Linked DNA regions of Sus scrofa: all the other regions are linked to region 1. A link is a contact called in public Hi-C data. All regions are on one chromosome and are shown on one strand. The core of a region is the stretch at or near the end of the contact, and the rest is flanking DNA. Distances in the headings are between cores, read along the strand shown.

Evidence for each region. Hi-C and Micro-C count contacts between places; a contact is called where the count stands out from the background.
Region 2: a Hi-C map of liver shows a contact between it and region 1, with 4 times the contacts expected there. The contact joins the promoter of PI4K2A here to the promoter of MMS19 in region 1. A contact is called at or near these places in 4 of 47 Hi-C or Micro-C datasets (heart right ventricle, liver and skeletal muscle) and 1 of 2 datasets of contacts at active chromatin or transcription factors (alveolar macrophages).
Region 3: a contact with region 1 is called in a Hi-C map of skeletal muscle, with 6 times the contacts expected there. The contact joins the promoter of RRP12 here to the promoter of MMS19 in region 1. A contact is called at or near these places in 1 of 5 promoter capture datasets (liver), 3 of 47 Hi-C or Micro-C datasets (embryonic fibroblasts, liver and skeletal muscle) and 2 of 2 datasets of contacts at active chromatin or transcription factors (alveolar macrophages and skeletal muscle).

What each region holds. Positions count from the first base shown.
Region 1 is chr14:108,884,596-108,888,188 of Sscrofa11.1, forward strand. It overlaps MMS19 (MMS19 nucleotide excision repair protein homolog), which reads right to left and starts at 1,992. Exons shown (of 31, transcript XM_013990467.2): 1 at 1,834-1,992. The coding sequence starts at 1,945. UBTD1 (ubiquitin domain-containing protein 1) reads left to right here and starts at 939. Exons shown (of 3, transcript XM_021074394.1): 1 at 939-1,587.
Region 2 is chr14:109,006,490-109,010,082 of Sscrofa11.1, forward strand. It overlaps PI4K2A (phosphatidylinositol 4-kinase type 2-alpha), which reads left to right and starts at 1,654. Exons shown (of 9, transcript XM_001929034.6): 1 at 1,654-2,223. The coding sequence starts at 1,789.
Region 3 is chr14:108,803,850-108,807,442 of Sscrofa11.1, forward strand. RRP12 (RRP12-like protein) reads right to left here and starts at 1,664. Exons shown (of 34, transcript XM_021072760.1): 1 at 1,419-1,664; 2 at 652-884. The coding sequence starts at 1,557.

The sequences.
Region 1 (3,593 bases), core at 742-3,241:
GCAATTTAAATGGATAGCTACATGATAATGCTAATTATGTTAAATGCTAATGGTAGAATCTAGGTGGTGAGTGTATGTGTGTTCCTTATGAAATTATTTAAACTTTGCTGTATGAAATTTTTCATAATACAACACTGGGGAAAATGACATTGATAATACACTGCCATTGTTAATTGGAAGCACTGAAAACACACTATACTGCATAAAGCTGTAAGAGGTTAAGCTTAGCGGAATGGCTATATCAGGCATTTGCTCCTTGCTGGTTCCACGTCATATTGTACATACCTCTTACGGCCCTTTTCGTAGCGTAGCATACTACCTGTCCAAATGATTGTTTCTCCCACCACACTATAAGTTCCTGGCAGGCAGAGATCTCATCTAATTGATATTTATGTTCCTACTGCTTAGCACTGCGTTTGAAGAATAATGTGTTCAATAATGGTGCTAAGACTGAAAGTAGAATATTGCCATAATGTATAATACTTTTTTGTGTGTGTGTCTTTCTGCCATTTCTTGGGCTGCTCCAGCGGCATATGGAGGTTCCCAGGCTAGGGGTCTAATCGGAACTGTAGCCACCGGCCTACGCCAGAGCCACAGCAACGCAGGATCCGAGCGTGTCTGTGACCTACACCATAGCTCACGGCAACGCAGGATCCTTAACCCACTGAGCAAGGCCAGGGATCCAACCCGCAACCTCATAGTTCCTAGTCGGATTCGTTAACCACTGCGTAAGGACGGGAACTCCTTTTTTTTTTTTTTTTTGGCTAAGCAGGCAGCACGTGGAAGTTCCCCCGCCAGGGATCGAACCAGTGCCACACTCAAGCCATGGCAGCGACAACACCAGATCCTTAACCTCCTGAGCCACCAGGAACTCCCAAAGTATTATACTTCTGACAGGTTCACTTTATTCATTTCCCACATATTTTAAAAGCAAGTGTGTTCACTTTTCAAGAGAAATGTATCCTTTACTTCTCCCCAAACACGCGCAATTTCCAAAAATAAAGACAAAACTTATCTGTACTGACAAGATTATTTTGTATTCTATTACATAGACACAAGGTCCGAAGGCCTCCTAACATTCAATAACTTTTTAGATTTTTCTTTTTCTAAAAGAGTGAAGTCTCAGAATTTCAAGGAAATCTGTCATTTGCTCCGCTCAAATTTTAGATAAGCTGTCAGAACTAAGAGATCCCTAAACTGGTGAAAAGCAGGAAATTGGAGTTCTGGGAAAAATATAAAAACACACACCACATAAAAAAGGCACGAAGCAAATTAATCAAGAACTTGAACAAGAATGGGGGGAAGAGATACGCAGAACATCTCAAACTCCCCCTAGGCTGGTTTCTCTCCTCCTCTCTCCAATTAATTACAGCCAGTCAGAGATTGGGTCGCGCGGCCACTCCCAACATGCCACGCGACTGGAGCTGATGCTGCCGAAGATGCTTCTCGTCACATCAACTTCCTCGAAACAACGTGCTTTCGCGGAGTGAGCACCTGATTCTGAACTGGAGGACCTGCGTCCAAGTCCCAACTCCCCCAGGAAGCCTCTGGCCCTCTCTGGGCCTCAGTTTCCACACCTGCGAAATGGTAATGATTTTCCTAACCCAGGCCGGTGCACAGGGTGGCTATAAACCAAAACGAGGGTCATAAGGGCGCTTTAAGGAAGACTGCAAGCGACTCGCAATTTGTTATGGTTCTTAAGCACGCGGTGCTCACAACCAGCCCGGGACCAATCTCTCAAAGTCACCGCTCCCTTCCCGCCCGGCGCCCGTGCTGAGGCCGCTCCCTCCTGGAGGCCCCCAAGCGGAAGCCGCGCGGCGCCGTCTGCCGTACCTGCAGCCACTTGGTCTGCGGGGCCCTCCTGCTGACCCATGACGAAGTCTTGCACGAGGCCCCACAGGGCGCCCGTAGGCGCGACCGCCTCCAGAGCGGTGGCGGCGGCCATGACGCGAACTGGAGACGGTGGGAGGGGAAATGGGCGGTGGCACGGGATGGGCCTCTCAGCGCACGCGCCTCCTGAGCCAATCGCCTGGCGAAGGCTGAGGGGGCGGGGCGCTCCCTGGATCACGTGCCTGCCGGCTCCAGGCCAGGCAGTTCCAGGGTGGGATGGGACGGCCCCTCCCCAAGGGGCGGGGCCCGGAGTCGGGGCGGTGGCTCAGGGAGCGAAGGCGGCTGCTGGGCACGCAGCCGGGGGCCATTGAGGGCGAATAATTCCCGGCCCAGCTTCCCGGGAGACCCGCGGCGGGGCGGGCACCTGTCTGGGTGGGGCCGAGGGGCGGTACGCACCCTGGGGGGAACCAATGAGAAAACCAGGCCCGGCCCGAGGGGGCGGTGCCGTCGGTCACATGCGCACCTGGGGCGGGCGGCGGCGGCGGCGCGGGCACCGCGAGCCGGCGGCAGGGAGCAGGGCTGGGCTGGGGCGGGGTTAGGCAGGTGAGTGACAGGCTCCGGGGGGCCGGCCCCAGCTGGGAGCCCCGAGCGAGCCGGGAGTAACAGCGGCGGTGCCCGCCCCCTCTCTCCGCCCCTTCAGCGGAGCTGGTCTCCAGCCGGGCACCGTCGCGGGCCCCCCTGGCCCGGCCACCTGGGACTGTGTTGGGGAGTCGGCCACCTCCCTCTTTCTCCTTGCCCGCAAAGTTTGTGGCGAAGCCGGCGCTGGGGTAGAGCGCGCCGCAGGGGGGAGATCGGGAAGCGCCCGATGCCGGGCGGTCGGAGCCGTTGACCTGGGACGCCGCCGTCCGGGGCAGGACCGCGGAGCAGCGGACCATCCCGTCGCCTTCGGTGCATGGGGCCCGGCTGAAGAGCCAGCATGGGCAACTGTGTGGGGAGACAGCGCCGGGAGAGGCCGACCGCCCCGGGACACCCCCGCAAGCGAGCAGGTAACGACCGGGAAGGGAGCAGGGCCACCGGCGCCCAGCCAGTTGTCCGCCTTCTTGCGCGAGAACTGGGCTTCCTGAGCTACCTCCCACGGCTCCTGGCGCCTAGGTTTCCCTGATGGCTGCTTCCGAGGCAGACGGGGGTCCCCTTCCCCGGCCCCAGTGGCCGGGGGAGCCGACTTGTGGCAACTGCGAGCGCTGACCCGGCTGCGAGCCCAACTCGCTCCAACTGGGAAGCTCCGGGTGGGGGTGGGGGCGGGAGCAGGAAATGTTTGCAGACCGCAGCGGGGCCGGCGGAGGGGAGGAGGGCCCCAGGCCGGGGCGCCGCTGGCCTGGCAGCGGGGCCGGGGTCGGACGCCCGCCCGTCGGGGCACGGCGCGGGTGGCCAGTCGTCCCAGAACTCGAAGCGAGCGAGATGAGAACAGGCGCTCCTTCCAAAGACTGTGTCATTATCGGGCTGCAGATCGTGCCTGCCGGAATCCGACTTGCAAAAGCAGCGCAGGACTCTGGGAAAGAAATCTTTATTTTTCCCGCAGGGCTTTTTAGAGCCTCCTGGCCGTCTGGGAGTCTAGAAAAGGTGGGGTGCGGGGTGGGAATCGCTGTCGGGTTGTTGGGATCCTTCCCAGCCTTAGGAATGGGATCTGCTCTCTGGTGATCCTCGAGGGCCGGCAGCGCTTTCTCACTTTCTGGATACACCCCTATCCTGGCGCTTCGCCTGGG
Region 2 (3,593 bases), core at 404-2,903, 120 kb after region 1:
AGTTAGATATTTCCAGGAGAAATTTTAGGAACCTGTTTTTTGCATCTTCCCATACTTAGAAAAGCACTAAAACTGTTAACTAGGTATCTGTTGCTTGTGAATAGCAATAACCTTCTACCAAGATGTATGCTTGATTGTAGTACCTATTCCTCAAAATCACATATATACTGACCTCCCCTCACCTCTTCAGGACAGTTCTCAGACCTCTCTGAGAGACTGTCCCCCACGTTATAATCCTCAGGTTTGTTTTGAATAAAATATTCCATTTCTTTCTTAGATTGAATACTGACTAATTTTTCATGGGTAACTGTGCCCTCCAGTGACCTAATTACATTCCTCCTTTAAGACAACTCACAGCACACGCTGAACTTGAGGCCCTCGCTGACTCTCCAACCAACCTCCAAGTCACTGAACTTTTAATATGGAGTTTCCAGCTCTCAATATCGGCTCTTTTTCTTCTAGGCCTCAGAGAGCTGTGTGTCTTCAGCTTGTGGGCAGGGACTACATGGTCCTCTTTTCCACTAACAAAAATGTACTGAGCACCCACTGTACATTTAGACACTGAGGTTTTACAGTGATGAAAAAAAGGTCATGGACTCTTTTTTTTTTTCTTTTTGCCTTTTCTAGGGCCGCTCCTGCAGCATATGGAGGTTCCCAGTCTAGGGGTCTAATTGGAGCTGTAGCCACCGGCCTACGCCAGAGCCACAGCAATGAGGGATCCGAGCCGCGTCTTCGACCTACACCACACCTCATGACAATGCCAGATCCTTAACCCACTGAGCAAGGCCAGGGATCGAACCTGCAACCTCATGGTTCCTAGTCGAATTCATTAACCACTGCGCCACGACAGGAACTCCTGGAATTTTTTAGTCTCATGGGACCATACCTTTCTTCAATTAACAAATATGCTCTAGGAGTTCCCACGGTGGCTCAGCGGTCAACGAACCCGACTAGCATTCATGAGGACGCGCGGGTTCGATATCTGGCCTCCATCAGTGGGTTAAGAATCCCGCGCTGTGGTGAGCTGTGGTGTAGGTCGCAGACGCTGCTCGGATCTGGCGTTTCTGCGGCTATGGCGTAGGCCATCGGCTACAGCTCCGATTGGATCCCTAGCCTGGGAACCTCCATATGCTGCGGGGGCAGCCTTCAAAGTACAAAAAGGAAAAAAACCAAAAAAATATGCTCTAAGCATTGGGTCAGGCAGTGTGTAAGCTACATGAAGACTAGAGTTAAAAAAAAAAAAAAAACTTTTTATTTAGGTAGAAATTTTTGTTTCTTTGCTTCTCTTCTGTCTCTCCAGCAAACAGGAGGTGCTCAATACATATTTAATGAATGAGTGCACGATGCAACGACTCCAGATCAAGAGTTCTCCAGTCTCTCAGCTCGTTCATAATAGGCACTCAAGTAGACTGACTGATGAGGTAGGCGGCTTTATTGAAGGTTCCCAAACAGGCGCAGGCAATCGGAAGTTAAGTGCAGAGTAGGATCGAAAAAGCAGAGGGCGTGTCTGACCCGCCGCTGACTCTTGGAGCATGCGCAATCTTCACAGAAGGTGACGGGCGAAAACTGCGGAGGCCGCGATTGCGTAGGCGCTGGTTCTGATTGGTTGCTGTTTGCGCGCGAGGGGTCGTGCCTACTCGTCGCCAAGTAAACAGGGAGGGTGGGGGCGGGGCCAAGAAGCACCGTAATCTGGTTGGCCAGGCGCGGGTTGGGGGGTGTCGCGGATTGGTCCGGGCCGGAGCTCAGCTGTGTGGAGCGCACCGGGTCCCGGAGCCCGCGGCCTGAGGGATGGACGAGACGAGCCCACTAGTGTCCCCCGAGCGGGCCCAACCTCCGGACTACACCTTCCCGTCCAGCTCGGGCGCTCACTTTCCGCAGGTGCCGGGGGGCGCGGTCCGCGTGGCGTCGGCGGCCGGCCCAGCCCCCTCTCCGCCGGGCTCACCAGGCCACGACCGGGAAAGACAGCCACTGCTGGATCGGGCCCGGGGCGCGGCGGCCCAGTGTCAAACCCAAACCGTGGCGGCACAGGCCCAAGCCCTGGCCGCCCAGGCCGCGGCGGCGGCTCATGCCGCGCAGGCCCACCGCGAGCGGAACGAGTTCCCGGAGGACCCCGAGTTCGAGGCGGTGGTGCGGCAGGCCGAGCTAGCCATAGAACGCTGCATCTTCCCCGAGCGCATCTACCAGGGCTCCAGCGGAAGCTACTTCGTCAAAGACCCTCAGGGGGTGAGAGCGGGCTGGGGACCGAGGCCGCGGGCTTCGGGGAGGGTGGGCCTGCCGGGCGAGTTTGAGGCTTCGCACAGCCATAGGGAGAAGGGGGGCTGAAAGGCTGCAAAAGGGATAAACTTCATAGTGCCGAGCCTCTTGGCAGGATTTTGGAGTGCCATTGAGGACTGGAGATGGAGAAGCTCTGCGGAATGAAGAAATAAATCAGAACTTATTTGGTAGGGGAGGAGGGAGCGGAAAATGAAAAGAGGAAATTGACCAGATACAGGCGAAGGGCCCGGCAGTGTGGTGGGGCAATCGGCCTCTGGACAGAAACGCGGGGAAATGCTGCTTTCTACTAGGTTCCTGAGCTTTAAACTATAGAGACTGCTATTTGTCCACTGACTTAACAAATTTAAGCCCGTTCTCTCTTTATGGACAGAACCAGTGTTGTCGCTGTGCATTGAGGAGAATGGGTGACCCATAAGGGGCTCTGAGGGTTCTTTTCCATCTTTCTGTGCTGTGGAGATGTCTCCTGCTACCGTCCCAGGTCTCTTATTGGCAGACGTTGGTGATAGAGTGGGTGGATTCACCAGTTTCATATGTACTGATCATTGCTCACTTCTGTGAAATTGTTCAAATCCTCTTTTATGGTTCCTCAGTTTAGAATGTGAAGTTTGAGAAACATGGGACTATCAACTACCTTTTAACCTTCACTTTTTACCTAGGACACTCAGAAGTTTGCTTTTTTCAGGAAGGCGAAGTGTTTGGCTGACCTCTGTTTTATCACTGGCATGTATTTAAAGGAGGTTGGGGATGGGAAGGAATGGGGCATGAAGCGATCAGGGCAGCTGACAAGTGACTTTTATACTTTTGATAATTGCAGAAGAATTTAAGGCATTTAGATCAAACTAGAGGTATCTTTGGAATATCAGTGAGTCAAAAAAATATCAAGTCTTCCCTGTTAAAGTTCTCGGCTGGACCAGTATGGTTTATTGGAAAAATATATTATTGTTATAGTTATTAGAAGGGTGGGTATCAGAGCTCTCTTAAATTTCCCCTGTGTGTCAGATGGGTGGTGCTGAGTGGCCAGGATGGATGGTCACTTTGCAGCTCTTGGTTAGGTTCATTGAAGGGTCCGATTATTCTCCCAGATGTTGCCCCTGAATTACCATCAAGAACCAGAGAGCAAATCTGCTCTCAACTCAATTAACATAAACTGAGATGGGGGAAAGCTTTGAGAGTAAAATCTTTCCAAGTCCCTTAAATGAGAGAGCAGTGAGTTAAATTGAAAGCTCAAAGGGGAACTGTCACTTCTAGAAAGAAAGAAAGGTGGGTGTCCTGAGGTGTTTTTTGTTTTGTTTTCTTTTGATTTGGGGTTTGTTTTTTTT
Region 3 (3,593 bases), core at 414-2,913, 81 kb before region 1:
TGCGGGTTCGGTCCCTGCCCTTGCTCAGTGGGTTAACGATCAGGCGTTGCCGTGAGCTGTGGTGTAGGGTGCAGACGCGGCTTGGATCCCGAGTTGCTATGGCTCTGGCGTAGGCCGGTGGCTACAGCTCCGATTCCACCCCTAGCCTGGGAACCTCCATATGCCGCAGGAGCGGCCCAAGAAATGGCAAAAAGACAAAAAAAAAAAGAAGTAGTGGAAACTGGGAGTTCCTGTCATGGCTCAATGGTTAACAAACCCGACTAGCATCCATGAGGACTCGGGTTCGATCCCTGGTCCTGCTCAGTGGGTTATGGATCCAGCACTGCTGTGAGCTGTGGTGTAGATCACAGAGGCAGCTTGGATCTGGCATTGCTGTGGCTGTGGCTGTGGCTGTGGCGTAGGCCGGCGGCTACAGCCCTGGTTGGACCCCTAGCCTGGGAACCTCCATATGCCACTGGTGCGGCCCTAAAAAGATAAAAGACGGGTGGGAAAAAAAAAAAAAAAAAGTAGTGGAAACTGCCCCAGAAGAAGAAATGAGTAGAGGACAAAAAGGGCAGGACACAATATCCATAGATTCCAGCTGCTGTCACCAATCAACAGTCCAACTGGCCCCCCTCACTAGCCTCCTGCTGCCCTGACCCTCCCCCTTACCTCCTTGTGGGCAGCCGAGTTAGACTCCCAGAAGCGCTGCACTTTGCTGAAGGTGACATTTGTGCAGTCGGAGAGGCCACTCAGGAAGGTGCCTGAAGATTTCTCTGTGAGAGCCGGGGCCACCTCTTCTTCTTCCATGACTGTCTCAGGGGCTTCACTTTTGCCCAGGCGCAGAGACCCTGACTGCATCTCATTATGCAACTTCACTGCATCAACTGTCAGGTTGCTCTTTCCTGAGAACCGGGGGCATAGGGTAAGGCCCTTATTTTAACCCAAGCCGCCTTTTGGCCAAGAGAACAAGAACCCTAGGAAACAAACCTGTGGAGTCCAGGCCCCCAACCCGAGAGGCTAAATTCCGAACGCGGTCTGCCTCATTATCCCATTGTACACCTAGAACTTAACTCAGAAAGGGAACCCTCCAGGTAAAAGTTTCGCCGGTAGGAGTCAGCTAGGGGCTGCGGCGAGGGGCTTGGTTGAGAGATTAAGATGAAAGCGACTCGCAAAGAGTCACTAAGGTTAATTCCAGCCGAGAGTACTGACTATGATACTCCTGGTACCCTAGCCAAGTCATTTCCCTCCTGTGGACTCAGTTTCTGCATCTGTTAAATGGGGAAGGTGGACCTTTACAGCAGGCTCCAGATTGAACATTTTAAGAGAGGAAAGGCCGATGGTTGCTCCCCAAAGCCTCCAGAAGGCTCAGATCCATCAGGATCCAGCCCCGCCCAGAACCCCTCCGCCCGCAATGCCTTGGGTTGTCACCCTGCTACCTGAGGGCGGACTGAAGAAGCGGCTGCGGGCGGCCTGGCGGTGACGGCAGATGGCAGGGTTGCTTTCGCTGCTATGGCCTTTCTTCCAGCGCTTCAACTTGGCCGAGACGCCGGAGCGCAACTTCCCCGAGCGACCCATGTCGACTAAGCCGAGAGTGACTTTAAAGGACTAAGTTCCAGGGACCTAGAAACACGCGCAGGACCCACGTGGGTCCGCAGCCCACTTCACTTCCTCTTCCTCTGGCGTAACTTCCGCATTCGCGTCCGTCACCATGGCAAGAGCATCAACATCCGGTTTCACCTAGCGTCCAGGTTCTGATAGGGAGGGGCTCCTGAGAGATCTGCTTCTAGGGAGGAAGTTTTGGTGCTGCCGAGTCTCTAGGGCTCTTAGTCCAAGGCTTCGGTTCTTGGCTACAGAGGAGTGTCCTAAAACTGGAATTCCTTTGCAGGTTAAAGAAACATCGGAGGTCCCTGCTGGCCTCGCGGTTAAGGATCCTGCAATTGTCACTGCTGTGGCTCAGGTCGCTGCTGTGGCTTGGGTTCAATCCCTGGCCTGGAAGACGTGGCCAAAAAAAAGAAAAAGCAACCAGTGATGCTCCAAACTGGAGTTCCCTCGCGGCTCAGCGGGTTAAGGAACTGGGGTTGCCGCTGCTGTGGCTGCATGCCACAGTTGGGGCCAAAAAGAAAAGAAAAAAATAGCTTAGCTATTTTCATTTAATAATGGAGATATCCACTTGCTAAACCACCCCTGGCCTTATGATAGCACTCAAATCCCCCTAAATTAATCTCTTCTAATTCCACTTCAAAACCAGAAACCAATCCAGAACTGATTCCCACTCTCCTGATTCCCTCCCACAAATCCTTTATCTAGAGCCAAACTTTACAAAAGACCTTCCCTCCCTTCTCTTGCAGGGCAGAATTTCAAGATTCCTCTGGAATTCCCTCCCTCATTTCAAATCAATAAATCTAATTTTGTCAGACATTTGATCCTGGAGCTTTTGGCTGATTAGGTTCTAAATATCTGTCAACTTTAAAAAATTGCACAGGATCCCCGCTGTGGCACAATGGGATTGTGACATCTTGGGAGCAATGGGTCCAGTGTTCCATACCCAGCCCAGCATAGTGGGTTAAGGATCCAGCATTGCCATAGCTTTGGCTTAGGTCAAGACTGTGGCTCGGATCTGATCCCTGGCTCGGGAGCTCCATATGCCATGGGGCAGCTGACAATGAAAAAAATAAAAAATAAAAATAAAGATGAAAAAATTGCACAACCTGAAGTTTTATTTGGGGCAAAATTAGGACTTAAGCCTGGCAGACAGCATCTCAGGTAGCCTTGAGAAAACTGCTCCCAGGAGGTGAGAGGGGACCTGGGATATATATACAAGTTTTTGCAACAAAGGGAAGGTAGTAGGAACAAAAGATTTACAGAAAATATTTACAGAAAATCAGTTTCTCTGGGAAGATGTAAAGGTCTGGGCTTACTGAAATCACTCCTTTGATAGGCACCTCCGCTATGGGCCAGTCTTCTTTGTTTCTTTCCTGAGTGCTCTCAGGGCTCACCAGCTCACCCTTGGGAGTGGCTGCACTCAGAGGTGACCTTGACATCTTTTGTTTTGTCCACTTCACTATAGCCCAGGAGGCAGTATTTCAGACAGCTCTGGTGCTCCAAAGAGGAAAGGGGAAATATCAAGGTATAAGTGATAAAGGGGAAGGGGAAGTGGACACAGCCAAGCATGCATTTACAGACATTTTGCTGCTGATCTCGTCATCATGAAGGATCTTAGTGTTTTTCTAGATATGAGGAGAGGCAAGAATTGGGCTCATAGGAGTTCCCAGGTGGCACAGCAGAAACGAATCCGATTAGTAATCATGAGGTTTCGGGTTCGATCCCTGGCCTCACTCAGTGGGTTAAGGATCCGGCGTTGCCGTAAACTGTGGTGTCGGTCGCAGACCCAGTTCGGATCCCGAGTTTCTGTGGCTATGGTGTAGGCTGGCAGCTGTGACTCTAATTGAACCCTTAGCCTGGGAACCTCCTTATGCTGCAGGTTTGGCCCTAAAAGCAAGCAAGCAAGCAAGCAAGCAAGAAAGAAAGAATTGGGCTCATAAGATCTTCTCCTAAAAATATCTAACTATCTGAAGACCTCTTCCAGTTTTCCCAGAGCACAGGTGCCTCAC